3 separate regions of the Mus musculus genome follow, and all the other regions are linked to region 2. The links are chromatin contacts, called in public ChIA-PET and promoter capture Hi-C maps. All regions are on one chromosome and are shown on one strand. Each heading gives the region's core, a stretch centred on a gene start, on an enhancer-like site or on the middle of the called end of the contact. The rest is flanking DNA. Distances are from core to core; before and after follow the strand shown. Region 1 holds the start of Thoc3 (THO complex 3). Region 2 holds the start of Uimc1 (ubiquitin interaction motif containing 1). Region 3 holds the start of B230219D22Rik (RIKEN cDNA B230219D22 gene).

Region 1 (2,700 bases), core at 122-2,621, 630 kb before region 2:
CAACAAGGCCACACCTAATAGTGCCATGCCCTGGGCCAAGCCTACTCAAACTACCACACTGCTTCTTTGAACACAGCCTTTAAACAAAACGCACAACTTTCCAGATCGCCCATGGTTTCTCAGCCATTGTAACCTGCCTGAATCTCCCAAACTCTCCACGCCTCTGCACATACTACTCTTGTATAGTTTCCACTGCTCTCCTATACATCTACAGCCTGCCAGAAAAGTGCTCTGTTCTGTTCCTGTCTTCTCCAGACAGACACATACAACCCATCCTGATAACCTGCACTTGCTACAAAGATGCTTGCTGCAGATCACACTAGCTTTTCCTCCAGAACCCCCTCTCTCTGAACTCACCTTTCGTATTCACAGTGGCGATGCATTTTGTAGTCCTCACATCCCAGATGCGAATGGTTTTATCTCCAGATGCGGTGACAAAGAGGTCAGGGTTGCTTGGGTGCCAACAAAGCTGGTCCACACTATCTCCGTGGCCCCGGTAGTTGTTTTCTTTGACCTTAAAAGAACAGAATCCAGATGCCACTTTTATCCAAACAGTGGTGCCTTGAAACCAGCAAAGATCTGGATAATTCAAAACAGAAATCTAATTCTTTTTCCAAAACTACAACACCCCCTCCCCCCCCCCCCCATGAACCTCTCTGAGCTTTGACATTGGCCCTTCCTGGCCTCCCTTCTTTCTTTTTCCACCACCACCTCAACCAACCTGTCCTGCGCTATCATTTTCAAATAAAGCCTTCCTCTCCACCCTAGGGGCTCTACCACCCCATTAGTCCCTAGCCACTCGTCACCAGGGCTCTTCTAGACCCTCACCACTTTCTGCCACCTGACTTCAACCTCCCCCGGCCCGCAGCCACGTCGCCACACCTCTTTACTGCCACTAAGTTCGCTCTCTGCTCTCCGCCAGGCAGCCTCACCCCCTTCGTCATTCCAACTCTTCCAGCCCCAAACCCCTTCCTCATCACCGCCAACGACAGGCCATACCCCTACCTCTCCTGCTTTTTCTCCCTCCGCACACAGCCCTCTTCTCCGCCAAGCCCGTGCCCTACAAGCTCACCAGCCGGTCCTTCTCCAGCAAGAACACGCTGGCAGTCTTGTCGAAGGACCCCGAGGCCAAGCGACGGCCATCGCAGCTCCAGGCGACCGAGTGCACCTTAGCACTGTGCGCCGGGAATTCGCGCGTCTTGCTGTGGCCTCGGAAGAGCTCCTGCATCCCGAGCACGTAACGAGACGGGCCACTGCTCACTGAGCACCAGGGCGCCATCGAGCCGGGGCCGCTCTGGCCGAGGGCCGAGGGGCCCAGGACCGCAGCGGGCGCCGCCATGCCTCCCTCCTCACGGACCGCGCGCCGGAAGCTGGATACTCTGAGTCTGGCGCCGTCGCCCTGCACATGCGCCGAAAAAGCGCCGCGTCGCTCCGCGCTGGCGCCTCTCACTCGCGGAACTACAAATCCCGCCATGCAGCGCGCGTCCACCTTTCCCTTTTGAAATAGGACTGATTCTTCCTTAAATTCGCTTTTTTTTGTTTGGTTTGTTTTGTTTTGTTTTGTTTTCGAGACAGGGTTTCTTTGTTTGTTTCCTGGCTGTCCTGGAACTCACTCTAGACCAGGCTGGCCTCTAACTCAGAAAACTGCCTGTCTCTGCCTCCCAAGTGCTGGGATTAAAGGCGTGTGCCACCACTGCCCGACTTGCTTCCCTCCCCCTCCCCACCCCCCACCAAGAGTTCAACTTTTTTTTTAAATGGTCTTCTTACCAGTTTCTTGGTAGCCTTGCTTATTCAAAAAAGAGAGTCAAGATAAATCCTCCAGTTTACCTGCATGTAAAATATCTTTTTTCTAGAGTTGTTTTTCACTGTAAGGTCCTCATCGTGCCCTTAAAGCAAAAGGCCATTGCAAGTTGTCGCTCCTGGAGAAAGGTTAGATGTTTGTGGAATGAAGGAATTGATAAGAAATGTGGGTTTGAGCCGGGCGTGGTGGCGCACGCCTTTAATCCCACCACTCGGGAGGCAGAGGCAGGCGGATTTCTGAGTTCGAGGCCAGCCTGGTCTACAACGTGAGCTCCAGGACAGCCAGGGCTATACAGAGAAACCCTGTCTCGAAAAACCAAAAAAAAAAAAAAAAAAAAAAAAAAAAGAAAAAAAAAAGAAAAAAGAAATGTGGGTTTGTCGGTTGGACTTGGGAAAAGTTGTTCGGTTAATTTGAGATTTGGTTTGTTCGGGGGTTTTGTTTTTGTTTTTAGTTTTTGAAGACAGGGCTTCTCAGTGTATCCCTGACTGCCCTGGAACTCACTCTACAGACCAGGCTGGCCTCGAACACACAGACATCCGCCTGCCTCTGCCTCCCAAGACGTTTTTCTGTCTTTTGATCTTGGTTGTTAAAGGATATTGTATATACATGATAGTAAACTAAAAGAAAATAGCGGAAAGTACAATGACCATTTTGTGTGCCATGCTCACATCTCTGATCCTCCCACTTATGTCTCTGTTAAACCAAAAGATACCCGGGTGGAAAAAAACAATGGTGCACAGCCAGGATTCGCCAAGCACTGGAGAAGAACTGTGCAGGGATAGGGGACACCAGAGGAATATATCCAACAAATATTCGTGTGAAAATGTCCTTATGAAGCCAGCTGTGGTGTCGCAGGCTTATAACCCCATCACTGGGGAGACAGGGACAGGCAGATCCCT
Region 2 (2,700 bases), core at 115-2,614:
TCTCTCTCTCTCTCTCTCTCTCTCTCTCTCTCTCTCTCTCTCTCTTACACACACACATACATACACATATAGCAACAGAATTCAGGGGAGATTATTCAGTGGGTAAATTCCAGCAGGTGGATAGTGAGTAGGGGGATCCCCGAGGAAGCCAGCCAGACATACCAACCAACTCCAAGAGACCCTGCCCCAATTAAGATGGAGAGACATTTAAGAAGATTCCCACTAACATCGGTGTAGTGGTGGAGGGTGGTGTGTGTGTGTGCCCGTGTGTGTGTTCACACCCAGTGTGCCCACAAGTGTGCAAAAATAAAAGATTTCAAACGCACCCGGAGCAATAAGTTATCACTGCCTGAATCAATAGACAAACTTGTAGGTTTCTCACACCCAATACTGAGGTTGTTTCTCTCAAGAACCCTAACGCGCCCTAACACATTAGGAACTTTAGTAAAAAAGGAGTTGGCAAGTGGCTATGCCGGGAAATGACACTCATGCGTCTGGCTCCACAAGTAGACTTTCTTTGACTGTGCTACAAACCCAACAACACCCTAACCATTGGGCTCACTTTTTCCGCAGCGTTGCCCGTACATCATATGATGACTACATGCAAGAAGCCTGGAGCGAAGTGGTCCAGATTCACACCCAACTCCATCTCTGAGAGGACCAACGCTCTGGTCTCACAGGTTTCTGACACACCGCCTGTCATCAGCCACGAGAGAAACGCACTAGGCTCGACTGGCTACGTTAAGTGGTAAATGATAGATTTCCAGGGGAAAATATTTCTCGGGAGACTGAGGCAGGAGGTTGGCGAGTTCTATAGAAGCCATCTTGGGTACCCTGTGAGTTCAAAGCCAACCAGAGCTACACAGAGAGACCCGGGTGGTAGCGGTGTCTCGGGCGGCCGAAGAACTAATGAAGCCAACTACCACAAGACAAGCAAAGTAACGTGGGGCAGGCAGCGGGCCTAGGCGGTCCTCGGACGGTCCGTTAGCCGGGCGGGCGACCAGGCTACCAGGAAGCTCGGATAGCAAGAGAGGGCGCTCCGGACGACGACCGCCGCCCGCAGAGGGAGGGGAACCCCGGGGGGCGCGAGCGCCCGGGCTGCCCGGCAGCTGCGAGAGCGACCCGGCCGGCATCGGCTTCCGCCCGGCCGAGAGGCCTAGTCGCTGCGAGGCGCGCCTCGGGAGCAGCGGCAGCCGCCCGGCAGACAGCGAGAAGCAGGCGGCCCCGACGGCCGCGGAGTGCAGAGGCGACGCGTACTCACCGCGGATCTGGCAGCGCCGCCCAGCGCCTCCTGAACGCTGGGGGTCGCGAGCGGCCGCAACTCTTTAGAAAGAGGAGAGCCCGCGCGGCGGCGCGAGGCGGCAGGGGCGGGGAGGGGCGGGGCGAGGGGCGGGGCGCGCAGGCGCGGAGCCCTGTGGGCCGCTGTATGCTCACACAGTTCCTGGGTCCCTGAGTGCTGTTAAGAGAGGGGTTTAGGGGAAACCAAAGAAAGCCAATAGGGTCCCTAGACACCCTTCGAAATAAGCTCTGCTGCATCAAGCTTCCTCTGGTTAATTTATTTGCATGAATCCAAAATTACGTTCAAATTAAATGTTCACATGACTAGTTAGAAACTCTCAGATGGTATAATGTTAATTAATGTCTGATCGTCTTAGCGGAATTTAAGCATCCTAAAACACAAAAATACTGAATCTTGCTCTCTGCTAAGGAGAGATTACAAGAGTGGAGGGCGGGTATGATTGTAGGGGGAGATGAGTGGGATGGAGTGCATGATGTGAAATCCACAAAGAACCAATAAAAAGTAAAAAAAAAAAAAAAAACTAAAATAATAATAATAATACTGAAATTTCTACAACATATATTTCCTTGAAATATATGCTCCAGAAAGTCCATTTCCTTGAGGAGGAAAAAAAAAAAAAGGCAACAGCAGAAATGTCAAAGGTGAATAAAATATGAAATATTCCTACAATAAAATTTAACAAATAAAACTCAAGGTTTGATAGCGCCTAAAAAAATCTTACTAAGCTGGGCGTGGTGGCGCACGCCTTTAATCTCAGCACTCAGGAGGCAGAGGCAGGCAGATTTCTGAGTTCGAGGCCAGCCTGGTCTACAAAGTGAGTTCCAGGACAGCCAGGGCTATACAGAGAAACCCTGTCTCAAAAAAAAACAAAAAAACAAAAAACAAAACAAAACAAACAAACAAAAAAATCTTACTGAAGGGGCTGGAGAGATGGCTCAGTGGTTAAGAGTACTGACTGCTCTTCCAGAGATCCTGAGTTCAGTTCCCAGCAACCACATGGTAACCATCTGTAATGAGATCTGATGCCCTCTTCTGAAGACAGCTACAGTGTACTCATATACATAAAAATAAATCTTAAAAAAAAATCTTACTGAAGCCAGGACTTTTATCTCAGAACTCAGAAGGCATTGGTAGGTCCGTTTCCCCACCTCTCCCAAAAAGGGGATGGTGGTGGTGACGGTGGTGGGTAGTCTCACTGAAATTATAGCAAGCCAACAAATGTGAACACTCTCATATGCTTTTCATAAGCTTACAAAAAGTAGTTCATAGTTTGTGGGAAACAGTACTCCTAAAAGCATAGGTTAATGGACCAGATGATAGATGGATACATCGTGGTAATGATAAAGCAATGGGAGGAGGAGACAAATAGAAAGTGGAATAAACAGGACCTCAGCTAGGGG
Region 3 (2,700 bases), core at 149-2,648, 590 kb after region 2:
GCTGGGAATTGAACTCAGGACCTCTGGAAGAACAGTCAGTGCTCTTAACCACTGAGCCATAACTCCAGCCCAATACTATCAATTTCATGTTCCGGGCTTATAGTAAGAACTCTGAATCCAGGATAATTCTACAACCAAGCGACTCAGAAGGAAATACCGCCAAATGGAATTAGGCTAGTGGTTCCGCCTTTTAGGATAAAGGATATGGCACATTGTAGAGATGTCAGGGATTAAAAAAAAAAAAAAAACTAAATACTACAGGGCACCCCACATAAAATACCTTAATTATTACACATCTTACATCTGAGAGCCCTAACACCATCACCATCTGAATATTCTCATGTTTGGATATGGGCAGTCCTGCCCTACCCACCCTTAAGAAACTAAAGGGCAGACACTGAGTCTTTTTGTTTGTTTGTTTGTTTGTTTGGGGAGGGTTTCAAGGCAGGCTGTCCTGGAACTCACTCTGTAGACCAGGCTGGCCTCAAACTCAGAAATCCGCCTACTTTTGCCTCCCAAGTGCTGGGATTAAAGGCGTGCGCCACCACTGCCCAGTTTTGAGTTGGTTATTTATTTATTTAGCCATTGTGGGATTTCAGAATCATTTTTATTTGCATTTCCATGATGACTAAGGATTTTCAACATTTCTTTTAGATTTATTTGGGAATACTTCTGCTGCCTGGAGATGAGCTAACTTGAAGCCCAAGGATAGTAAGTACCATGGCTAGAAAATTCTCAAAGACTGAGGTAAGGCTGGGAGCTCCACCTTACCCCTGAGATGCTAGCTGCAGGAAAGAAGCAAGCTTTACTGGTACCTCTGCTGTGAACCCTGACCATGATGAGTCACCCGTGTGCCTACTCATATTGCCGTGCCTAACATTTCTGCTGGTTTATTTTTGTTTGTTCATGCTCTGTAGCCCAGGTTGACTCCAAACTCATTTTATGTATATGAGTACACTGTAGCTCTCAGACACACCAGAAGAGGGCAATCAGATCCCTTTACAGATGGTTGTGAGCCACCATGTGGTTGCTGGGACTTGAACTCAGGACCTCTGGAAGAGCAGTCTGTGCTCCTAACCACTGAGCCATCTCTCCAGCCCCCAGACAATGAATGAGTCTTAAGGGCTGCAGACAGGCATGAGCAAACATCGTTTTCAAACAGCTGTGTAAACGGCTTCTGGACAACTGCAGCGGGCTTCAAACGATGCCTGCGTCACGGAGTGACCCTGCATTCTGGGAAGTCACCGAGCCGACCATCCGCTCGCTCATCTTGGCGGGACTGGAGCTCCGCACAGGGACCGTCCGCTTCGCGCGCGCCTGCGCACTCCGTTCGCGGGCCGCGCGAAGAGTCTCGCGATACTTAGGCGTGCCTGCGCCTGCGCAGGCGGCGCTCACATTCCGGGGCTGTGGCGGCTTCTTCCTCCCGCGTCCGGGGCCCCGCGGTGAGGGCTCCAGGGAGTCGGGCGCTGGCGTGGCCTTCGCCGCCGCCGCCGCCGGCCCTCTGCCGTGACTGGACAGGGCCGCCCGGAGCGGGCGCGGCCGGAGTGAACGGAACGGGCGGGAGCTTTCCTGCCTATGGGCGGCCCCTGGGCGCTCTGAGGGCCGGGCTCCGAGCGGCCGAGGTAGGGCGCGGGGCGGCGGCTGGCGCGGGGCCCGGCGAGCGGGATGCGGGATGCGGCGGCGAGCGCGGGCGCCTCCTTCCTCCGGGGCGGCCTCCTTCCCCGCGGTACTTCCGCCCGGGCGCCCGCCGGCCTCGCGGCAAGCGGAAGTCACGGCGCGGGCCGCGCAGCCAGGGCTGCAGGGTGGGCGCGGGGCCGCAGTCTCGCCCTGGAGCTGCGGTCGTCCCCGCATCCCGAGAGCGCGGCGGGGAACGCCTCGGGGTCCCGTTAGGATGCTGACTTGGGGAAGCGCCGTGGGGCACGGCTAAGGAGCGCAGAGAAGACAAAGGAGACCGTTATTTATGTTGTGTAAACTTCTCGGGAGGCGGGAGCGGAGCAGCATCCTCAGTGGTTGACACGGCCTCCCACACTTGTTTAGAATTATAAAATCATATGTGATTATATACAGTAGTTAGCTAGATAGTAACAAAACACCGAGGGTTGTGGGATATTTGATCCTTGGAGGAGAACGGCGTGTGGGCCTTTGAAGCTTTGCTATATTTACAAAGCTTAAAGGTGCCTTGTGAATTTACTAAAAATAGTTTTTTTGGGAGCAATGTCTGCCACATTCAAGGTAAAAAAAAAAAAAGAAAGAAATGTGATTGTTTCATTGGAAGACGGCAGGATTAAACACCCACAGTAAAACTTAAGGGAAAGCAGGTCGCAGCAGACCTTCAAAACTACTAATTTAGTCACAGTGAAACTCCTCGCTGGCTTCCTTAAACTTACCGGTGCACCATTTTAAAAGATGCTTCTTCGTTTGTTTGATGTGTGCAAGGCATTGGGGTCCACCCCTAGTACCACAAACAAAACAAAACCAACTGTAGCCTTTGCTTTGCAACACGATTTGTTCTGTTAACTCCTAGCTTATGTTCCACCCACGTCTTAAGAGAAATTCCTCCGCCCACTTTTCTCAAATGTAACCTGCATCATTTTAGTGAACTTTGCATGGAAAGAATCCAAGAATAGCTGGGAAAAAAAGCAGTTAAGAGCGTGTACCAGGCTTGAAGAGAAGTAGGGTTTGGCTCCCTGCACTACGGTG

The links. Promoter capture Hi-C pulls out the DNA fragments that hold promoters and counts their contacts. ChIA-PET counts read pairs in DNA pulled down with a chosen protein or histone mark.
Region 1: a promoter capture Hi-C map of the SN4741 cell line shows a contact between it and region 2, with 5 times the contacts expected there. The contact joins the promoter of Thoc3 here to the promoter of Uimc1 in region 2. A contact is called at or near these places in 3 of 39 promoter capture datasets (the SN4741 cell line, frontonasal cranial neural crest and pre-B cells) and 1 of 9 other capture datasets (liver).
Region 3: a contact with region 2 is called in an RNA polymerase II ChIA-PET map of memory CD8 T cells, with 28 read pairs. The contact joins the promoter of B230219D22Rik here to the promoter of Uimc1 in region 2. A contact is called at or near these places in 6 of 39 promoter capture datasets (the C10 cell line, liver, neutrophils and 1 more), 2 of 484 Hi-C or Micro-C datasets (double positive thymocytes and erythroblasts), 3 of 115 datasets of contacts at active chromatin or transcription factors (bone marrow-derived macrophages, effector CD8 T cells and memory CD8 T cells) and 2 of 9 other capture datasets (adipose tissue and pancreatic islet).

What each region holds. Positions count from the first base shown.
Region 1 is chr13:54,467,469-54,470,168 of GRCm38.p6, forward strand. Thoc3 (THO complex 3) reads right to left here and starts at 1,372. Exons shown (of 6, transcript NM_028597.3): 1 at 1,073-1,372; 2 at 358-514. The coding sequence starts at 1,339.
Region 2 is chr13:55,098,936-55,101,635 of GRCm38.p6, forward strand. Uimc1 (ubiquitin interaction motif containing 1) reads right to left here and starts at 1,365. Exons shown (of 15, transcript NM_011307.3): 1 at 1,262-1,365.
Region 3 is chr13:55,691,726-55,694,425 of GRCm38.p6, forward strand. It overlaps B230219D22Rik (RIKEN cDNA B230219D22 gene), which reads left to right and starts at 1,399. Exons shown (of 2, transcript NM_181278.2): 1 at 1,399-1,622.